Linked DNA regions of Columba livia: region 1 is linked to region 2. The links are chromatin contacts, called in public Hi-C maps. All regions are on one chromosome and are shown on one strand. The core of a region is the stretch at or near the end of the contact, and the rest is flanking DNA. Distances in the headings are between cores, read along the strand shown. Region 1 has its middle 35 kb from the start of MMADHC. Region 2 holds the start of RND3 (Rho family GTPase 3).

What was found. A called contact is a pair of places that touch in the nucleus more often than the background predicts.
Region 1: a contact with region 2 is called in a Hi-C map of liver, with 2.4 times the contacts expected there. The contact joins the enhancer-like site here to the promoter of RND3 in region 2. A contact is called at or near these places in 2 of 2 Hi-C or Micro-C datasets (crop and liver).

Annotation. Positions count from the first base shown.
Region 1 is chr7:2,216,799-2,223,394 of bColLiv1.pat.W.v2, forward strand. No RefSeq gene overlaps it. Among named protein-coding and RNA genes, the nearest start is that of MMADHC, 35 kb to the right of the region's middle. Within about 2 kb of position 2,438, at least 1 of the 3 cell types and tissues checked has an H3K27ac peak away from gene starts, as active enhancers do.
Region 2 is chr7:2,130,452-2,137,774 of bColLiv1.pat.W.v2, forward strand. It overlaps RND3 (Rho family GTPase 3), which reads left to right and starts at 5,998. Exons shown (of 5, transcript XM_005499113.3): 1 at 5,998-6,375; 2 at 6,477-6,564. The coding sequence starts at 6,223.

The DNA.
Region 1 (6,596 bases), core at 1,188-3,687, 83 kb after region 2:
GCTTTTCTTCCCTTCAGAGCACCGCTGCAGAATTAGCAGACATTTCCATTTTGAAAAAAAGATCGAGCTTAGGCTTTGAGTTGATGAAAACCCGGCATGTTCAGGAATTTCACATCACAGAATCCCAGAATGTCAGGGGTTGGAAGGGACCTGGAAAGCTCATCCAGTGCAATCCCCCCATGGAGCAGGAACACCCAGATGAGGTTACACAGGAAGGTGTCCAGGCGGGTTGGAATGTCTGCAGAGAAGGAGACTCCACAACCCCCCTGGGCAGCCTGGGCCAGGCTCTGCCACCCTCACTGGGAACAAGTTGCTTCTCATATTTAAGTGGAACCTCCTGTGTTCCAGTTTGTACCCATTGCCCCTTGTTCTACCATTGGTTGTCACCGAGAAGAGCCTGGCTCCATCCTCCTGACACTCACCTTTTATATATCTGAAAACATTAATGAGGTCACCCCTCAGTCTCTTCTTCTCCAAGCTAAAGAGCCCCAGCTCCCTCGGCCTTTCCTCATAAAGGAGATGCTCCACTCCCTTCAGCATCTTTGTTGCCCTACGCTGGACTCTCTCCAGCAGTTCCCTGTCCTAATTGTTGCACCATCCTTGGTGGGATAATAAACTTCCTATTCTGTCTCTTTGATGCAGCATTTGCTCTTTCTGAGCGACTATTCTCATTTTTCCGGGTTCGATGTGGGCATGATCAGGTTCAGGTGGGCTGGGAAGGTCAAACACCAGAAAGGGTGGGTGTTCCCCAAAAATGTCCTGGAGACTTGCAGTGCCAAAGCTGTCCTGCCACTGCAACAGCAACAGAAAGATGAATTCAACCCAGAAAGCAACATTCTTGGATGCTTAGCAATGTTCTTTGTTGAGCATATACACTTGGAAAATACTTTGCAAAATATTTACTTGCAAATATTTTCAGCTATGCTATAGTGTACTACAAAAAAAAAATAAAAAGAAAAAGCTAAATTTATCCATTCGTGGCTGTTTTGCAGTACAGACTGACTCAGAGCGTGCTAGTACAAGCTGAGTCTGCCCTGCTGCTGGGTTGTGGTTGATGGAGTCTGAGCTCTTACCTGCTCCATGTGCTCCTACTGAAAATTGAGACTTCATTGGCTATTGCTGCAAATGTGGGTTTTTTTTTTCTAATGCATTTCATTAAAATTGTTTTAGACACAATAAATAAGGTAATTTACATGAAATTTGATTAAGAAACCACTATTTCTGGAGTCTGGTAGAAGGCAGAACTGAAGGAGGGTGTTGACGGTGTTGCACAATTATTGTTATTACTGTTAGTGCTCACAGGCTAGATTGCAAAAACCAGATTTTTAGCCTGGAAAATAGAGGCTTAGAGCAATGCGTCTGCCTTTTCCATAGGTAGAAATAATTGCTCCCACAAGAGAATACAGCAGCTTACAAAGCGTGCCAGAAAGTTTAGGACTGGAAATGCTGGGAAAAAATACATCGTTTAATGCTACCCACTTTAATGTGGAGATGTGATAATTTGACCAATCACATTCATTTTGACAGCGGATGCATTTCATCAAGCTAAAAGAAATAATCATACAAATATACCTGTTGTTTTGCTCTCAGCCAAATATAACCTCAATGCTAGAAGAGATTAAAAACCAGAGTGGTAACAGCGAGGACCAAAAAGCAAGAATCCTCTGCTAGTAGTGCAAGTGGTCGGCTTTGAAATGCAGTTTGTTTGAACACACAGTCTCTGTGCACATTTTGGGGCATTATTTGCACCTCTCTGCTCATACTGTCATGTTGTGAGAGGCCACAGCCCACACCTGATTCAGCCTCCTGGCACAAAATGAGTGAAACTTCATTTTTCTTGAGTTGGAGCCCACGCCTGTAAGCAACCAAAAGAGAAAACTCAATCCAGGCACTCCTGCCCAAAACTAAGATCTGAATCTCAAACCATCTGTGGCTTTCAGTTCCTCTGCATTTGCTGTAACAAAAACTATAGGAAGAAAAAAAAGAACAAATAAACTTGTTAGGGGAGATGTCTGGGGTCGCTGCACAAGCTGTCACACTTAGTTAGCTACAGCACGTTCCTGCGAGGCGTATTTATGGTCCAGTGTGGATCAGGCCATGGGCTGGGACAAGGTACTTTGCCAGGAGAGATGGATCCTTCCATTTATTCTTGTACCTAAATCCAGACTAAGTTCAGTAAGACTTTAAAAAAACACAGATAACAAAGGAAAAAAAGGAAATGGGAAACGTCTAAAGTAGAAAATTAGTTTTTAAATAGAATATAACATACAGAAATAGGTTTATTCCAGACTGTTGTTTGGCCAAGGGGTAAGTCAGCATCAAGTTAGCATGGTAAGACCATGCAGTGGCTGATGCCCACAGAGATGTCAGGGCTTTATCCCACCATCTCTGTTCTGGTTCACCCTTCCCCATCTGGAACTGGCCCTTTTCAGAGTGGGGCTCAGACAAGGAGCCTGACAGCTCCCCCACGGTGACCCACCAGTCCCTGGGGTGGTGGGACAGAAACCAACCCCACAGCATCAACCAACCATGACGAGAGCAACCTCCAGAGAGCCGGTGGTGGAAAGCAGACCAGAAACCCACGATTTCTCTACTGCTCTCACAACAATTACCTTTAACTCAACTTTATGAAGCTATTGCCTTTTTTCCCTTTGTTTTCTTCCCTTGATTAGTCCACGTCCCGCCACCACTCCTGGCTCCAGTTGCCATCTGTGAGCAATCTACATTCCCAGCCTCATCATTAAGTTGTGTCATTTCTTGAAAACAGCACAAGCGTATATTCATGGTAAGTATTTCATTCTGATTCAGGAGAGCTTAAAACACCCCCATGTGTGCCTGCCCAAACCAGCTGAGTGTCACAGGACCACAGCCTTGGCTTATTTTTACAGTTCGTATGAAAATGCCTCTGCCTTATAGCCCCTATGAGCCACAGGTCCTTTGCAAGCACCCAAGCTATGCCCCATTTTTCACTGTTGATTTTTCTTTTCCCCACATACAGTAATAGTTTTTCATGAAAAAAAACGTCAATGACATTTTCTGCCTCTCTCTATATGTATATTTGGGAAGTTTTCTTTATGGAAAGAAAACAATGCTTTCAAAATTTTATTTTAAAAACTTTCATTGCCCGTGTAAGTCTGAGAATATTTGGCTTTATTTCAAATACAATGAAAACAGTTTCTGAAGTATCCAGATTTACAGACATTCAAAGAGCTCTGGATCCAGGTCCTTAGAAACACTTGGGACAATGCATCCCAGAGACACTAAGCCACCGTTTTGCCATTTCAGTGGAAAATAGAGACATTTTTTGGACAGCTAGTTGCCCCCAGACCATGAGGTTTGCTATGCCCATGCAAACAATTGGTCCATCAAATAAAACCTTCTTTTACAGCAGGATCTTGGACCCCAAAACCCCTGTGCCCCTGGAAAATAAATGCAGGGGAAAGTTTCTCCTGAGCGTATAGCCTGAAGAATCAAATGTTAGGCTGTGTTTAGCATAGGATCAGTTCTGCAGTGAGGTTTCAGTCTCTCTGTACACAACGGGACAACGGACAATGTCTAAGGAAGAAGAACTCACTCAAAGAATGCTCAATATTCATCTCATTGTGACAGGTATCACTGGCTTCTGTGCCTCTTGCTTAAGAAATCTATGTAAAATAGAGCCAACGGGGCACGCTGCTGCCTTTGACACACATCCATATGTGCCACATGCCACTCGCGTTAATGTAATTAACTTAATTTGACAAACGGCATCGAGCAACAGGCGCAGTTGTCTCAGAGCCTATTTGCTCTGTACGGTGACTACTCCCCAAACCATCAACATGACAGAAGAGCTGTGTCTAATTAACACTTTCTTAATACCTCAACAAATAACAAACCTGCTGTTGGGAAAAAAATAGTTTCACACTTCCTTATCAAATTAGGGTGAAATCACTCCTAATGAGCTAAAATCAATTAGTGCGACACCAAAATGAATGTATTTAGGCTGTCAGCAAGCATTATTTGCATAGCAGTTTGCAAGGGCAGGGAAGATGCTGTAGCTTCTCAGTGCTGCTAATGAGAAGCTGCTGCAGGAAGGTGCTACCAGAGAGGAAATTGCTTTATGTAGGCTCCGTACAGCATCGCCTGGCACCCAGGGCCAGAAGCATCACAGGGGATTGTGCAATGTTTTGTACCCAAAAAATCCAGAAGTCCAAGTAAATGGGGCCCAGGGGTGCATCCTCCCTGCATCACCAGGAGGAACAGGGATGTCCCTGTCACTCATCTCTGCTGTGACAACGTGCACAGACTGTGCTGGTGACCAGGACGAGCTCTATGGCACCACCAGCACCTTTCCCATGTGCTGATGGGGGACCTTGTTCTTCCCTTATTTACCCAAAGGGGCAAAAGCTTCTTCAATACCTCTTCTGCCCACACAAGGAAAAACAGCTGAAAATGGTACATAACAAGAAAAAAAACTCCTTTATGAAAATCACCCTTAGTTTTCTGTTGTTAAAACCTTTAATCAAATTAGACGACTGGTTCATGAACAAACGGAACAGACATAGACAGCAGTAGATTTGAATCATATTTATTTTTTATAGCTACTTAAAACATGTCATTGCAGTTCTGTTGCGCACCAATGTATTCTTGACCTTGGAACGAATTGCTTCAGAGCTGTGCTTGTGACTAATGCCTGCATGACCATGTGTCTTTATCTCAATGCCTTTATAGTCATGCACGTATAAATACATATATAAGAAGAAGAATGACACAATGCAGACTGAAATAGCTGCATCTAAGCTGGTACAGATGTAATCCTTACTAAGACACTGGTAGCAAATTATGTCATCTTTTTCTGAACTTAGGCTATTACACAGACAATAGTTGGATGCATTAATAAATCAACATCCTGAGGCTTTTATCACAAGAAGAAAGAACGCACGAGTGGAACACTGGTCCAAAAAATAAATGCAAAGAGAAGCAACCACAGGGAGGGAGCAGGAGGAGAGTAGGGGAAAACGTTTTTGGAGAGGAAACTGCAGGGTGACAGCAGGGTTGGGGTAGAGACAAGGTGCATGACCCAACTACCTGAAAGAAAGTTGTAGCATGGAGAGTGTCGGTCTCTTCTCCCAAGTAACAAACAACAGGACAAGAGGAAATGGCCTCAAGTTGCTCCGGGTGAGGTTTAGGTTGGTTATCGGGAAAAATTTCTTCCTGTAAAGAGGTTTAAGTTGGCACGTTCTTCTACTCTCACAAGAATGAAGCAAACATTCCCCATTTATTTGATGTCCTTGGAGAACATCTGTAGCAAATATGAAGAGCAAGCCAGGCTCTTCAGCAGGGGACACATCTGCATGGGCAGGATTAAGCCTGTTTTGCTGAGCCCATGTATTAACTGGGTCAGGGTAAAGCCCCTTTGCTGCTGGTGGCTCTCATCCATTACCCCTGGGCTGGGGAGCCCATCGGGACTAACTTGGTGTCAGCTGGATCCCTCCTGCTTTGCACATGGCCAAAGCGAATTCCTGTCCTCAAAACTTGTGCGAAGTACGTGTGGCCCACTCGCCTGATTAACTGCTGATTAATTGACATGAGGCTGCAGCATCGTGGTTGCAGCATCGCCAAAACCCCATTTGAGGTCATAACAGAGAAATCTTTCTAGGCAACACTTATTGAGCCCCTCACATCTTTCAGGAATATAGTTTTTACTCCGTTTGCTGTGGTTTTCTCAGCAAAGACTGCATTTTACCCACCGTGGGGTTTCCATGAGCGTGGCTGCTGTCATGGGGTCTGGTTGGGAGCAGGTCAGCCCCAAGCGTTCCCGGAGTGCTGGGACCACAGCTCCTCCGCTTAACATAGCGTCACGCATTCCCCGGCACCGTACATCACCTCCCACCGCCCCAGCACCGCTCCAGCTGCCTCCCGGGAGCCCAGCGCCGCCAAAGACGGCAAAAATGAAAAAATGCAGAAAACACATCCATCGTGCAGGACGCACGTGGGTAATGGGCAGCATGGGATGGGCCCCTGGCGCTCACCCAGCAAACTGCAAAGAGAAAAAAAGCCATAATATTTTAACTTTCAGCTCTAGATACAGTCTGCTGGGGTCTAAGGCACTGAGGATGAATCTGTTTCTTATCTTTGCTTTTTATCTGGCAGCCACGGGGAAAGCATTTACTAATGCAATCAATGCACTCAGAGAAGTTTCAAGCAGACTTTCTGGCTTTCTGAAGAAAACAAAGAATTTGTCATGGATTAGTGTTAGTGGTAGTTATGAGTAGAAATTTGGGGGCAAAGAAGAGTCTGTGGCTGGGATTTCTTGGCCAGAGTTGCACATGCAAGCACCAGAAAGCCCACTCCAGGGAAGGTGGACACCTCAGCTCACAGGCAAAAACTCCAGATGGGAAAGGAGACATTATTTGTCCAAGAAAACAGAAGTCAATGGTAACTTATCTTAGAACTTCATGCAAAATAAAGAAAATTTGATGGAAGCAGATCTTTCGCATCACTCAACGGTCTGTTGAAAGCTGTTTTCTCTCTGGAAAAACAAAACAAAACAAAACAAATTGTTCTCACGTTATATCTGGGTCTAATGCATAATTTCTACATTATGACTGGGATCT
Region 2 (7,323 bases), core at 4,748-7,247:
TTAAAGCGGCTTTGCCTTCGGGGGAGCCCCGTGAAGTGCAGCGTTGGCAGGAATGGGTGAGGACACGCATCCCCAACCCAGCTCGCTCTGCCCCTGGCACCCGCTGGCTGAGAATTAGGGATTACACACGTTCACTGGCTTTTTCCACCCCGAAACTAGATTAAGATTTTAAAATTCCCTGCAAAATTAAATCCATCTTTTGGCTCGAGTCAAAACGTTCACGTATTTCTTATATATTTCCAAAAATATGTATTATAAGAAAACCATCGAATGTCTCATTAAAAAAAGGTTAAAATAGAATAGTGCAACTCCATATCAGAAACCTTCCAATACCAAATTTCACTGAAATCAAAGTAGTTCTGCAAAATACTTTGCCTTTGGCATATGAATATTTCTGATGGAAAACCATCCCTCCAGCTCTAGGCTAAAATTTCATACCAAATAGTTTTAGTGTCTCTGCAGCAACTGCTGATCCTCTATAATGAATTTCCATAATTAACCTCCAGGAAGTGAAAAAGAAATCTTTTTGTCTGCGGGGTATTCTCAAACAACGGCTGGAAATCATTTCACCCTGAGCCAAAGCACCAGTTAATTCAATAGGATTGTTCTCCACAAATTCCAATGGCTCTTCAGATCAGCCCGGTTCAGATCTGAGTTCCGATCCAGACCCATTTAACACAACTCTGCATGTTTCTCCAAATTTGGATGAGCCTTTGAAAAAAACAAAAATCTCAAAATAATTCTTCCTTTTTTTAATTGAAATTCAATCCTATATCGTCATCTAGATCAAGGACTCGCACTATTTGATGTCTGCGGACAGATGAACTTCACGAGATGTTTGTCCTGATTTTGTGTGCGTGAAGAATGCGCAGCAGCATTAGGGATTTATCCAAAATACTGAAGTAAAGCTGTGGGCTCCGAGCGCTGTTTTTTTGGCGTCTCACATGTTGCCGATACCATCCCACGGCAGCAAACGTCCTTGAGCCGCACGTGATTTCGCGGATGGCAGAACAGCCCCGACGTGCAATTTGTTCTCATTGTGAGCACTAACAAATCATACATAATACAACAGCAAAGCGGCGGACGGCGGATTTGCATGAGATGCCTTTACTGTGTTTATCCAGGAGTTTTCCTAGTTTAGATGTGTTTATCCAAGAGGAACACATCCTATTTCAGGGAAGTTTTGATTTGAAGCAATTCCCCAGCTGGTGGGATAAGAAGGCCTAGCAGCCATAAGCTGTGTATGGGAACCCAACTCCTTCCCCTTGCAAAAACTGGCCTCAAATAGGGTTTGTCTGTGTCCTAAAAGACACATTTTCCTATTCTTAAAATATTAAGCTTTTCCATCCACAGAATTAAGATATATGTGTGAATAAGCCACATAATTTTGATGGTTTCTGCAGAGCCTCCTTAGCTAAGGTACCAGGTTTGTGCGAGATACACGATTCCCATTTGCATGTGGATAATTACACTAGGGCCACTATTTTAAAATACCTTTTCCTCTGTCTCAAAATCCTCCATAAATTATTAAGGGATTTAAAAATAGTTTGAGAGTGCTTATAACTTTGTCAAAAGATTGCGCTCATCTCCTGAACCTTGGCAGAGCTGAGCTTTATTTCTCACCCAAGTCTCAGCACTTAACGACCTGTCAGTCAGGTGAGGGAGACTCACTGATGTTTTGTACTAATTCTATGGATTTACGTAACTTTTTTCTCAGTTGACTAGTTATGGCCAGGTTTCTCAATGCCGATATACAGATTAGAAGAGCATCAAGTTTCATTTTGTTTTGGCTTCAGAAGTAATTAGCCTTTATTTTCACAATTGTCACATATTATTATATCAAAATAATGAAACAGGACACACTCGCCCTCATCCTTATAAATTTGAAACCTTCACTGGAACAGAAGAATATTCTGCTTTGGTTTTGGCAGCCAAAGCTCCGGTGCCTTGGCTGTGGTCTGAGTGGCCTGGCAGTTGAGCTGCTTGAACCCTATTTTTCATTAAGGGAGATTTTTTGTTCCCTACACACACAATGTGGGGCAGCGCTTTCTGATTTTAAGTCTGGACCCCTCTCAGCCACACATGAAAACAGCAGGATTTTGGTTTTAAACATCCACGGTGCAGCAGAACGTTAAATATTTGGAAGGAAACAAGGCTCAACCAGAATTAGTGGGTGCTTTAGTGGGTCTCTTTAGCTTGGAGGAGACTGAGGGGTGACCTCATTAATGTTTACAGATATATAAAGGGGGAGTGTCAGGAGGATGGAGCCAGGCTCTTCTCAGTGTCAACCAATGATAGGACAAGGGGCAATGGGTACAAACTGGAACACAGGAGGTTCCACTTAAATTTGAGAAGAAACTTGTTCCCGGTGAGGGTGGCAGAGCCTGGCCCAGGCTGCCCAGGGGGTTGTGGAGGCTCCTTCTGTGCAGACATTCCAACCCGCCTGGACACCTTCCTGTGTCACCTCATCTGGGTGTTCCTGCTCCATGGGGGGATTGCACTGGATGAGCTTTCCAGGGCCCTTCCAACCCCTGACATTCTGGGATTCTGTGATTCTGTGTGATACTTGTGACGTTACTGCTAGTTCTCGTCTGTCACACCGGCCTCCCCAGATCATGTCATCTCATACGGTGAGAAATAATTTCTTTTCATCTGTTAAGAACTCAAAGCTGACATTGCTCAGTCCCATGGAAGACGAAAGCGATAACAAATGGGTATGTGCGGGGAAGAGGGTTTTGAATAGCGTTCCTAAACGAGGTGCGGATTACACGCTGGCCTGTGAGAAGTACAGATGTTTCTGAATAGCTGCTCGTTAAGGTGACAATATCGCTCTGTGGGCTGAATAGGTTCTTGGGGAAAAATAATACGTGATCGTGAAATTAATGACTATCACCGCATACTCACAAGGGAGCCCACGTTTCCGACACACAGGAAACACGCATTTCCTAAAACACAAGTGTTTGACCTTAAACCTTAATAATGTTCTTTTAATGTACGTCTCATTTAGCTACGCGCAAACTCGCAGAGAGAAGGGGGGGGTGGGATGTGTGAGGTTCATGTTTTATGTATATTGTTTAATACTTTCCACACACGCTTTGGTAGTTGGCATTGCAGGGAGAGATACTCTGATGGCAATTCGAGATTTAAATCATCAAGCAGTCATTCTGAAGCTAAAAGCACTTGTTCTCAACTGTTTTATTATAGTTATAGAAAGTGTTCAGGCAGATTACTTGTGAGAAGAGAAAAACGTATTTTGATATTCCTATAAAATCTTGTACGAGATCAGCAGTCATTACCAAGATAATACTAGGTTGTATATATGTTATTAATATACGCATAATGCTTTTTTGGATGGAAAGCGGAGAAGCTGTGAAAGTCTAGAAGGGAATCAAGCCTGCAGAAAAATGGGGAATTTGAACTAAGCAAAGCCAGAAACTCTGCCTTATAAATCAAAACCCAGACTGCGTGTGAAAAATACCGATGGAAACGTTAACCCACACTGCATTATCCCCCTCATTATCAAGATATGGGAAAAGGCATTAAACTTGAGAGTATGACATGAATAATAGTTTTACGGGGATTAGCATATCTGGAACAGCTTCCCTGAGGAATGACAACAAGCAGGAGGTTTAGGAGCAGGCGGGGGTGACTTGTAGCTTATAGATTGTCACAAGTGCCCGAAACACCGCAGGGCACCCCGAAATCCCCAGGGTTCAGCTGGCAGCCGCCAGAGCAGAAGAGCAAACAAAGCAGGTAAACGTGACTTCACGGGGAAGCGTGCCGATGGGAGCTCTGTGGTCACGATGAGTAAATGTTTCTGTGCGCGCTGAAGTTTCCACATTCCTAACATAGCTGGGTGCAGGTGAATTTTCCTGTGAGCTGTGCGAGGGACACGGCTCCCCCAGCCCCGCTGAGCAGTGTCCAGGAGCAACAATTCCTTCTCTGGGCACCCTCAGTCCCGGCCAAGCCGAGACACCACCATGGAACGGGCGGCATCAGCGCCGGCTTTGGTGCATCTTGTGTCCATCTGTACGGAGGTGAGCGATGAGCTGATAGGGAGCAGATGTTCATCCCCAGCTCTCATTCAGGATTAACAAAGAAGCTCTTTCAGCTTCATTTTCTTCTCTGCTTATATTCCACAGATATGTCTCAGTTGGTATGTTGGACTCACAAAGAACAGAGAGCTGCAACCTCCAGAGCTTTGTCCCACCTGCATCTGCCCGTGAAGCTGCCACGTGTTTCCGTGTGGAGTGGAATGAAGAAATAGGATTTTCTGCACTCTGGAGAAGACATAAGAGCATTTATGCAACTGGTGTTTTTCCAGACTTATCTGCTGTTCAACTATACACAGCTGAAGAGAGAAACCCGACTTGCTGTGAGCAACGTTTCTTCAGTGCTTATTCACTGTTCTCCCATTCTGCCACACGTCCAAAGAGCTGAAGCCGTGTTGGTGGACAGCATGGATGGATGGGGACTGCAAAGGAGCTGAGACAGAAAAGCTGTCTGCTCCAACTTTTCAGCAAGGCCTTAAAAATAACACACACACTGCAAATTTTAGTGTTTTGCTCATGATTTCCAAGCAGCAACCAAGGCTTACATTCTTTGGAAAATTCATTAGAGCTGAGTAATTGGACCAGCTGAAGATGTGACACATTGGAACAACATCAAAAATATTAGCCCCGAATCTTGAAATGTCATGCTTGGGATTCTCTTGTCTGTATCACCAGAGTACCTCCCTATGGTCAAACATGCACGAGATAGCAGCGCTTTTCTGTTACAGGATGTTGTAAAATATTATTAATCACTCCCGTTTCAGCGCAGAACTGGGTGACTCACTGAAGAGATAAGGACAACATCCCATCTTCACAAAGTCCACCCGTTTTTGGTTGCGCTGGGCAAAGCTGGTACGCGAGGCGTAAGCAAGGAGGGCAATGGGGCTCTGCGGCAGCCCTCCCGCTGGCCAGCAGCCCCTTACGAGGGTGTTTGTCTGTCTGCCACGCTGAGCCATATGGACGAGGAGAGGAGCACTTGGCGGAGGAACCTGCTACAAACTGCTCACAATCCATCCCTTGTTTGGGGCTGTCGCTACAGGAGAGATTTACCCCGCGCTGTCATAGAGTCGCTGTTTCAGTCAGAGCAGTGTTCAGGCTGCTGGTGAATGTAAGCTGTTACCCAGTTTGGCTTGATTTTGTGTCCAGGAAGCTAAAAAAGGAGGGAGTTAATGGTGGGGATGTTTTCTGAGATTGTGACACACTCTTTGTGATCAGGTTTGGAGCGAAAAACCCTTTTTCCCACAGTCACTATGACCACCCAGCTGAGCCGGTTCTGTGGTGCTGTTAGGGTCATAGAATCACTGGTTGGAAACAACCTTTAAAATCAGCAAGTGCAAGCATAACCCACCCCTGGCACTGCCCCATGTCCCTGAGAACCTCATCTCCGTCTGTCCAACCCTCCAGGGATGGTGACTCCAGCACTGCCCTGGGCAGCCTGTTCCAATGCCCCACAGCCCTTTGGGGAAGAAATTGTTCCTAAATCCAACCTCCCCTGGCGCAACTTGAGGCCGTTTTCTCTGCTCCTGGCGCTTGTTCCTGGGGAGCAGAGCCCGACCCCCCCGGCTCCAAGCTCCTTTCAGGCAGTTCAGAGATCAGAAGGTCTCCTCTCAGCTCCTGTTCTCCAGCTGAACCCCCCAGGTCTCTCAGCCGCTCCCATCACACTTGTTCAGGCCGATACTCCGGATAGGTCGGAGCCTGGTGGAGAGGGCAGGGCAGAGGGGCTCCCGCGGGGGGGCGGGCGAGCGGTGGCACCGAGCTCCCCCCCGTCCCGTCCCCCCCCCCCCCCAAAAAAACGCCTCCGCTCGGGGCTGCGGAGTCGCGCAGCTCCCCTAGGGGGCGCACTGCTCCGCGGCGGCGCGCCGGCAGCACGCGGCGAGGGGGCGGGCCCCGCGGCGGCGGCGGGCGGTGATTGGCGGGTGCGAGGCTATAAATAAGAGCGGCGGCGGGGGGGACAAAGCAGTCTGCGCGGGACCGGCGGGGAGGGAGGGAGTCCCGCAGCACTGCCACCTGGCTGGGGTTTTGTTTTTCTTTTCTTTTTCTCTTTTTTTAAGTCCCTATTTTTTTTTTTTTGAGGGAGCCTAGTGTGGTGTGCTTTTATTTTTTTTCTTTTTTTTTTTTTTCTTACCTTTTGTTGTGGCCGGCCCGAGGGACTACAGTACAGCCGAGATCAATGAAGGAAAGAAGAGCCAGCCAGAAGTTATCGAACAAGGCGGCGGTGATGGATCCCAACCAGAACGTCAAGTGCAAGATCGTAGTGGTGGGGGACAGCCAGTGCGGGAAAACCGCGCTGCTCCACGTCTTCGCCAAGGACTGCTTCCCCGAGGTGAGCTGGGACCGGGGTCGGGGCTAGGACTGGGGTCGGGATTAGGACCGCGGCGGAGGCGGCGCTGGGCTCGGTCTGACCGTGCGCTCTTCTCCCGGCAGAGCTACGTCCCCACCGTCTTCGAGAACTACACGGCCAGCTTCGAGATCGACACGCAGCGCATCGAGCTCAGCCTCTGGGACACCTCGGGTGAGCGCTGCCCCGGGGGGGTCGCGGAGGAGCGGCAGCCACGCCGGTCGCGGGGGGAGCGGCCCCGCAGCCCCTCACCGCCGCGTCCTGGTGGGGCTGCCCGGCTCCCCATGCGAGCGGTAGATGGGCCAGATGAGCGGCTGCCTCTGCGTTTGGTTTTCTGTTTGTATTCTTTATTTAGGTTTTTATTTATTTATTTTTTAATCTGAGATCTGCTTGAGAGATATACTTGACTTTTGGGGAGTGAAAGGGTGTGGACAAACCTCCACGAAGCTATTTGTCAGCATTTGCGGGGAAAGGCGGGGCAGGGCTATGGGTCCTTACCTGCCCGGCGGTGGGAAGAGCTTCTCCAGGGTCACCTCTGCCGCTGGTGAACCTCGCTGTGCCCAGCAGGAGAGCGAAGGCGTGTTTATATGTGATAGTGGTAAATTAGATCAGCCCAATTTGAGTTCCTCGTAGCCTGATAGAAGAGTTTGGGTTGGAAGGGCCCTTCGCAGTTCCCCCAGTACTCCCCCTGCCATGAGCAGGGACATCCTCACCAGCTCAGGTTGCTCAGAGCCCCGTCCAGCCTGGCCTGGGATGTCTCCAGGGGTGGTTCATCCACCACCTCTCTGGCCAACCTGGGCCAGGCTCTCACCACCCTCAGTGTAAAAATGTCCTTAATGCCCGTTTTGGATTTGCTATTTTTTTACTGAAATGCAGTACTTTTTCCCTTGGTTTTGAGAAGTCTTTAAACCCAGGAAAGCCTAGGGAGGTGTA